Regions from separate parts of the Mus musculus genome. Here all the other regions are linked to region 3. A link is a contact called in public Hi-C data. All regions are on one chromosome and are shown on one strand. Each heading gives the region's core, a stretch centred on a gene start, on an enhancer-like site or on the middle of the called end of the contact. The rest is flanking DNA. Distances are from core to core; before and after follow the strand shown.

Region 1 (2,700 bases), core at 58-2,557, 790 kb before region 3:
CGCTGAGAGTCGCGAAGACTAAAACTGGCATATAGAGACTCTTTACTTTTGCCTCATATACAAATCAACTCGGCTTATTTTACTCTCTCCATTGATATCCTACCCTACATCATTCTTGGCGCCCACTGAGACAACTCAAACAGCATCTTTTCCTGTCTCACTGCCTTGCCTTGTTTCTTCCAATCCACAGAGAAGTCACACTGACCTTATATCCCCTCCTTGCACAAAAGGGGTGCTACGTCCTTTTGCAGCTTCACACCTGACCAGCATCTACCACTGTCATCTCAGTACTCAAGCCTTTTGCCTCACACCAGCTCCAGACACACCAGCTTCTTTTCTGATCTTCTCTGTTTTACCACCTCTGCTCATGCTGCTCACGATCTTCTTGCCTCAGATTCTCTAGTGCTTGGATTTCCTGTAGGCACACCACTCCTAGTTCATTAATTTGTTCTGAAAGTCTAAAAATAGCATTGCTATCCTGTTGGTTTATTTTTACTTAAAATCAAGTCTCCTGCCATGCAGCTTAATCATATATTTTGTCAAAGTATTTGACATCCCAGAAGATGTTCTTACACACACTAAAAATTCTGACTCTTCCATAGGCATATACCCAAAGCCAATCAGTAGAAGCTCCTGGGTCCCTTGTGGATTATTGCAAACTCATTATGTAGAAATTGCAATAACAAAGACATTGACCCTAAAGTGCCCAGGAAAGTGGCATACTTCCATTTGTGTCTTGCAGCCTCTCTGGGCTCTGCCTATAATGCAATCATGTTTACATAAGGATTAGTTCTAGTGACAAGTGTCTGGGTTTTCATTTAGGGCTGAACAGGACTCACTCCACCACAAAGAACCACTGGATCATAGAGAGTGTGTTCTTTTAATTTTCTTCCATAAACAGACAAAAATTGAAATCAGCTGTCAGCAAAGTCCAAATTAAAGAGCTGAGCATCAGAGTCACCACTGAATCGAGATCAGTTTTTAGGCTGGAGTAGTGGGGGTTTAGATTTTTGAATTTCCAATAAAAATATATTGTTAGGTACAAAGTGAAGATTTCATTTTAACTGGGGTTTAAATACACTGTGCATTGTTTGCTTTTCAAAAATTGAATTTAGCTTGAAACTAATATCATTCAAAAAAAAACAGACCTTCCCTTGCTTAAATGTTGTACATGATCTCAAAGCATAATGCAATAAATGTGCAATTCCTCACCATCCCTAATATGATTATAGCGGATACAGCTCCGTCTGCTCAGCTTGCAGGCTGTGACTCTCCTTGATGTGGCTCAGAATAAACTGCTAATGCTTCTAATGATTTCAATGATTACTCTAATTCTGTCCTAGCAGGGTTTTCTTTCTTTCATTGTTTCACAGTGACATTGATGCTGAGAACATGTCCATCCGCTATGACAATACTTTGCAACTGTGATTAGAATGTAAGCAAAATGTTCAGCTTGGAACTTCAGATAATTCAATAAATAGGATACAAATTATTCATGTCTATTAAGGTAAACGTAGACATCTGTGGTTATGTGCAATGCTGGGTAATTAGGTTATCATAGGCATGAATGTAATTAGGGGACAATGTGGCATGGTAGGGAAAGCAATCCTAGTTGTAAGTCAGATCAGGATCTGAATTGTGACATACCTTCCCAAGAGTGCAGTATTAATGTTTTTGAATTTTAATTCTATTTTTAAAATAGGTACATTAATATTTCATATGGTTGTTTTAAATGTGTAATTTGATCGTGTACATTACATGCTTACCATGAAGACATGCCTATTGAAAGTTCTCAACTATACAATTGTTCTAACAATTTCACCAGTTAAACTCAGCAACAGATTGTTCAGTTTGCTATGTGTCCAGCTCTAAGAGCTACAAAAAAACAGTATGAAATAATGTTCATGGCTTGAAAGTCTAGTTGTTAGCTTTAATTTTGGCAACTCTAGTTCCTGAAACAAGCAATTTGTTACAAGTTGGGAAAGGCCTGCATAGAGAGGAAGGAAGATGAGAGCTATAAGGGGCTAGAGAAGAAGAGAACAATGTAGCAGGATATCTGATCATACTGTGAACCTCCAGATTGTACACTGGAAAAATCTCTAGGTGTGGTGTGGCTCAGCCCTAGAACACACCTTTAATCAAAGAGCTTATTGTAAAGAAGATTGAATAAAGTCAACCATACGTCAAGAGGCAGAGCAAATAATCAGTTGACATAGGGATGGGGAAAGGAAGCACAAAATGTGAGAGGAAATCAGGAGAACAGATAATGAGATGCACAGGAAGTAGAAAGGAGGGACATTTGGCTTGGAGGGTTTTAAAGGGAGTATGGAAAAGAACTGTTGTTGTTGTTGTTGGTGGTGGTGGTGGTGGTGGTGGTGGTGGTGGTTTGGTTTGGTTTGGTTTGGTTTGGTTTGGTTTGGTTTGGTTTGGTTTGGTTCGGTTTGGTTTGGTTTGGGTATTTTCCCCTTCTGGGTTGAAGAAGGTTAGCTCGTTTTTTTCTCTGCCTCTCTGGACTAACAGGCTTTCATCAAAGCATCCTGAGTCTTCATTTGGTAAAACCAAATGTTTGGGATTTCGTTTTAAAAACAGCAATAATGATTAAATATAACTAATACTGTATTTTATTAAAAGACATGTGAATGCGTTCCTTCTCATGCTATCTTGTTGTGCAATGAACATCTTTATTTTGTGGTGACATGA
Region 2 (2,700 bases), core at 180-2,679, 590 kb after region 3:
CAGTGGTCACTGGGTTCCCAGGTAGTGCTTCCTAGAATTAGGGGCCGGGGCAAAGCAATGGGTAGAGGGAAGGATGTTTGGACGGGGAGAGCTATGTGATCCACTGGAGATGGGTGCAGGAGGGAAAAGGAGGCTTGTGTTCTGTTGCAGAGCTAGGGATGAGACATGGGGAATTTATCTGTAGGAGGAGAGGGAGGGGTGAAGATCTGCAATTAGCCCGCCTGCTTCCCTGCTTAGTGGCCCGTGGTTCTCATGGAGTGCCTGCTAGAGTTTTGGCCTGGGATAATACAGTAAGTAGAGAGAGGGAGGTTAGGACAGTAGGATCTACGTGGTCTATTGATGCGAATTGAAGAGAGGCTGCAGCAGATATTCTAGGAATGACCAGGGGACTGGATTTGGAGGGGCAGAAGTGGTGATGGTCTGCAGTTAGCCTACTTGTTTCCATGGTTGCAATGGTCTGTGTGGACCAGAAAGTACCAGTTGCAGTTGGAATGTGGCAGAGATTAGGAGGTAACATGTGTGATATGCTTGAGATGTAGACAGGGGGTACTGGAGGCTCCATGAGTTTCTGAGTTATCTGCTGCAGAGTGAGGGATGAGCCTGGGGATTGGGATTAAAGGAATGGAGGAAGAGGTGAATATCTGGTGTTAGCCTATCTGTATCCCAGACTTGAGTGGCCTGTAAGTTTACAGAGACTGTCTACTGGATAATATTAGTAGGGGAATATGTATAGGATCCATTGGAGATGGGATCAGGGGAGGCATAGGAGGCTGCAGCAGGTGTTCTGCTACAGAGCTGGGACGAGAACTCTTAAACGCGTTCTCACGACCGGCCAGGAAGAACACAACAAACCAGAATCTTCTGCGGCAAAACTTTATTGCTTACATCTTCAGGAGCAGGAGCGCAAGCCCCAAGCCCCAAAAACGAAAGGCCCCCCGCTTACATCTTTAGGAGCCAGAGCGCCAGCGCGCCAGAGCGCCAGAGCGCAGAGCAAGAGCTCTATTGTTTACATCTTTAGGAGCAAGTGAGCAAGAACCAGAGCCAGAGAGCAAAAGCGCAAGAGCGCAAGCAAGAGAGAGAATGGCGGAAACCCCGTCCCCTTTAAGGAGAATTATCCTCCGCCTAGGACGCATCACTCCCTGATTGGCTGCAGCCCATGGCCGAGTTGACGTCATGGGAAAGGCAGAGTACATGTAGTGGAAAAATACCCTTGGCACATGCGCAGATTATTTGTTTACCACTTAGAACACAGCTGTCAGCGCCATCTTGTGACGGCGAATGTGGGGGCGGCTCCCAACAGAGACTAAGGGATTTGATTTGGAGGAAGAGAAGGAGAAGTAAAGGCCTGCAATTAGGGTACCTGCCAGAGTGGCCTGTGGGTTCCCAGGAGGGGCCTGCTGGTGTTGAGGACTAGGATGAAGCAACAACATGGGTCTGGGAGGCTACAGGAAAATATCTGTGGGTTCGCTAGAGATCGAGTGGGATAAGACTGCCACGGTGTTCTGCTACAGAGCAAGGGCTGAGACTGGGACTTGGAGGGTTGGAAGGGGAAGTGACAATCTGGTTACCCTGCCAGCTTCCCTAACCAGTCTGTATAATTGCTTTTTAATATTTGTTCTAGACATTATAATGTATCATCCTAAGTATGAGTTTTAGCAATCTTGTAAGAAATGTACACATAGGTACATTACTCTGCTAAGTGCTGTATCATTCAGGGACTGACCAGGAAACATAATCGGTTGAGGATTTAAAACAAATTTGACATCAGAAAACTTCATCCAGGTCTATTTTGACCCAAAGTCTCTAAAAGCTTTCTTAGAAAAGCTTTATAAGATCATAGCTGGCCTTTTGGGTTCTAAATCCCAAAGAAGAATTTTAGGGACGGCTAACATCCTTCTAAAAAATAAATAGGCAAATAGTCTAAGTCAAAAAAGATAATGGCACAATGCACAGTTACACCGAGAGCCTGGCTGCAGGCCATGAACCTTTCTATTAAACAAAACAATTTTGCTCTATCTTCTTACATAAATCATTATTGTTCTGCTTAATGGGGCTGCTATAAACTCAATAACCTGAAGGATTTGCAAACATTTTAATGAAAAATACACTGGCATTTTAGAGGAAAGTAATTTGGCCCAGAGAGAGACAGTTTGGATACAGGAGAGATTTATCCTAGGTAATCAACCATGAGCTCTGTTACCTGGGTGATCTAACACATTAGCAAAGATGAATTTATGTGATAAGTTGCTGCAAGCAAAATACAGAACCAGAAGATAAGTAGCAGGGCTCCGGAGATGTCTACATTACACAGGATGCTAAGTGGAGAAGAGCATTGATGCGCTGTGCTGTGAAGCAGAGGCCACCTTGCGAACAGTGGATTGCTAGGGGAGCTTTTCTGGGTTTGCTGTTGGAAACCTGTTAACATCACTAAATCCTGCAAGTGTATCCATGGTTTAATAATGTGAAAAACTTTCCTTCTTGAGTGCTTAAAAAGCAGGTGTTCATGTACTAGTATTTATAATAACGTGCCATATACTTGATGGTTACAGTTATCTTACTTGGAGTCAAGTGAGAGTTGGATTTATGTATGTGTGTGTTTGTGTGTGTTAGCTTTAGAGTTTTTGTTGCTGCTTATTGTGGACACAAGCTAGGCTCAGAATTCTTCTATGAGCTTTGCTTGACCACTTAAAATCAGGTAAA
Region 3 (2,700 bases), core at 68-2,567:
CTTTGCTGTGAAGAGACACCATGACCAAAGCACCTTTTATAAGGCAAACATTTAATTGGAGTTGGCTTAGTTTCAGACATTCAGTCCAGTAGCACCAAGGAGGTAAGAATGGCAGGATGTAGGCAGACATGGTACAGGAGTAGTAGCTGAGAGATCTATATCTGAATCCACAGGCAGGAGCATGAGTCTGTCTTTTTCAGGCAGCCAGGAGAAGGCTCTGTCTGAATTGACAAAGCTTGAGCATAGGCCCTCAAAGCCTGCCTACACAGTGACCCCTCCTCCAACAAGGCCACACCTCCTAATAGTGCTGCTTCCTATAGGCCAAGCATATTCACACTACCACAGCATTACAATATACCTTTGTTATATGAATAATTGCAGTCTCCTTGTTTCAAGATCATATATGCAATATACTTTTGTATTTCTGTCTATAACATCTACAGGATCTTGAGGTACCTGGGACATAGGATGGATGATGTTGAGGATGATGATGATGGTGATATGGTGGTGATTGTGGTGGTGGTGATGGTGGTGGTGGTGGTGGTGGTGTGGGTTGGGGGTGGTAGAGGTGATGGGAGTTTATATTCCTCCCCCAAACATTTGCTTCCATTGCGTTGTGTTTTTCTGTGCAATATCTATGCCTTGTCTACTCCTGATGATTATGTTCTTGGTTTATCTGCATGTGAATCACTATTCACCTTCATACCACTGCCATGGCCAAGGCCTTGATTAGAATGGGTTATGACATTTGAATTGTGGAGGACCCCATGTAAGTTCTCATGTTACTATGCTTTCACATGATGAGATCAGGTCATCTGTGCTCGTAGGTATTCTTATCTAAAACTAGATCTACCTATCTCATAGTGCTAAGTCTACGCTAACAAAGGTGAAAGTACAGTGGCCTAGGACAGAGAACTGACACATTGTGATCAGAGCTGTTGGGTCTGTGGTGCAGTAAGTTAATTTAACCCCTAGAGGGTGCTATGAGCGAGTAAGAATCCAAGGAGCTGATGAAATATATGGTGTTTTTCTCTTGGATTCTGTTTTTAGCAAAACTGATTATGGGGTGGTTTAAATTGCACAGATTCATTGCCATGTGACATTATGTATGCATTCATTAAATTGTGAAGCAGAACATTAATTTAGGTTCAGTCTGGGTTAACAATAATTTGAATTATTTCACAAAATGTTCTTAATGTCCTTGGCAATATTGGAAAATTAAAATAATTTCACATACCACAGTAACCTTCAGTGACTGACCAAATTTGTAAAGCCCATAACTTATGATATTTATATATCATATATATGAATATGAATTTGATTACCCTAAAATAGGCAAGGCAGCAATCACTTTGGATCTTACAAACCATAACCTTTCAGAGAAATTAATTCTTCCTGGGACAAAGATTGCTGAAGCAATAAACTATAAATGGCTTTTACGGAAGCAAATCCAAGCAGAAGAGAGTTACAATTAACATCAGAACTCCAGATAAATCAGAGCAGCCCTGATTTCATTTTCAGCTTATTGAAAATATGCAATAAGAAAGATGTAACACTCAACATAAAATCTAAGATCTAAGATTAATGGGTAATGGGGAGGGATATAAAAGGACAATGATATGAAATTTATTCTTTACATAGTCTCCAAAATGGTTTTCCTGAAAAAATTACTGAATTTGATTTTTAAAAAGCAATTGTATATGATCTATTTTCTAAGTGAAGGGAATGATTTTGTGTTTCATTGTGAACGTATCTTACAAAGCATTTGATACCTTTAATAAGTTCTCATTAGCATAATGAGGTGTTGTCCTGAGTTTGAGCTTCATAGCAGTGCTCACCCTTTCCCTAACATGTCGGTGTAGAAAGTGAATTTGTTTGGAGACTGTGTTCACTGGACATTCCCTTCTCTCCATTCTTGACTTCAGTCAACCCTCCCTGTAGGCTTTAGGGAGAGTATGAATATCCTCTTCTCTTCTTTGGGAAAACTCAACTATTCTATGGACTGCCCTTGTGTGCCATGGTTTCCTTTTCAGTAACTCAGCACACACAGTCTGTTTTAGTTATTAATAGAGTCTAGACTTCATGTGTGAACACTGCCTAAACTTTACTTTCTCTGGTGTCCTGAGAACCTATTTGGGTGTTGCATAACTATTATGAGTGAAATCCGATTTTTGATGGCAAGGGAGTCAGTGGTGCTTTGTACCATATACCTTCTTCACTATGGAAGATGAGGATGCTAACACTAATGATGCTGATTGAAGTGTATAGGTGACTCCATTAACAAAATTAAGACATTAATATATCATTTCCTCTCTTTCCAGAAATGTTACTTATTTTTATGGTCCATTAAAATCTGTGTATAAATTTTTAGGAAAATGAAGGACATGTTTAAGTTACTTATGTTTACATAGACTCATTTAGTCTATTGCTATGAAAGGATGTCATGACTGGGGCAACTTATGCAAGAGAACATTTAACTGGGCACTTGGTTATACCTTCAGAGAATTAGCCTATTATCATCATGTCAGGGAACATGGTACTGGCAGATAGGCATGGTGATGAACAAGTAACTGAGAGTTAGATCTGATTCTCCAGTAACAGCTGCAAGAGAGGGAGAGAGAGAGAGAGAGAAAGAGAGAGAGAGAGAGAGAGAGAGAGAGAGAGAGAGAGACAGAGACAGAGAGACAGAGAGACAGAGAC

What was found. Hi-C and Micro-C count contacts between places; a contact is called where the count stands out from the background.
Region 1: a Hi-C map of the N1E-115 cell line shows a contact between it and region 3, with 4 times the contacts expected there. The contact joins two enhancer-like sites. A contact is called at or near these places in 1 of 15 datasets of contacts at CTCF or cohesin (pro-B cells) and 6 of 484 Hi-C or Micro-C datasets (the N1E-115 cell line, brain, embryonic fibroblasts and 3 more).
Region 2: a Hi-C map of the N1E-115 cell line shows a contact between it and region 3, with 6 times the contacts expected there. The contact joins two enhancer-like sites.

What each region holds. Positions count from the first base shown.
Region 1 is chr15:42,978,239-42,980,938 of GRCm38.p6, forward strand. All of the region lies in intron 1 of Gm46505 (a long non-coding RNA gene), which reads right to left. Among named protein-coding and RNA genes, the nearest start is that of Gm46505, 3.7 kb to the right of the region's middle. Within about 2 kb of position 1,308, at least 3 of the 459 cell types and tissues checked have an H3K27ac peak or open chromatin away from gene starts, as enhancers often do. A contact at or near this core is called in the N1E-115 cell line, where this site is marked.
Region 2 is chr15:44,358,427-44,361,126 of GRCm38.p6, forward strand. No RefSeq gene overlaps it. Among named protein-coding and RNA genes, the nearest start is that of Gm25093, 4.3 kb to the right of the region's middle. Within about 2 kb of position 1,430, at least 2 of the 459 cell types and tissues checked have an H3K27ac peak or open chromatin away from gene starts, as enhancers often do. A contact at or near this core is called in the N1E-115 cell line, where this site is marked.
Region 3 is chr15:43,771,999-43,774,698 of GRCm38.p6, forward strand. No RefSeq gene overlaps it. Among named protein-coding and RNA genes, the nearest start is that of Tmem74, 97 kb to the right of the region's middle. Within about 2 kb of position 1,318, at least 4 of the 459 cell types and tissues checked have an H3K27ac peak or open chromatin away from gene starts, as enhancers often do. A contact at or near this core is called in the N1E-115 cell line, where this site is marked.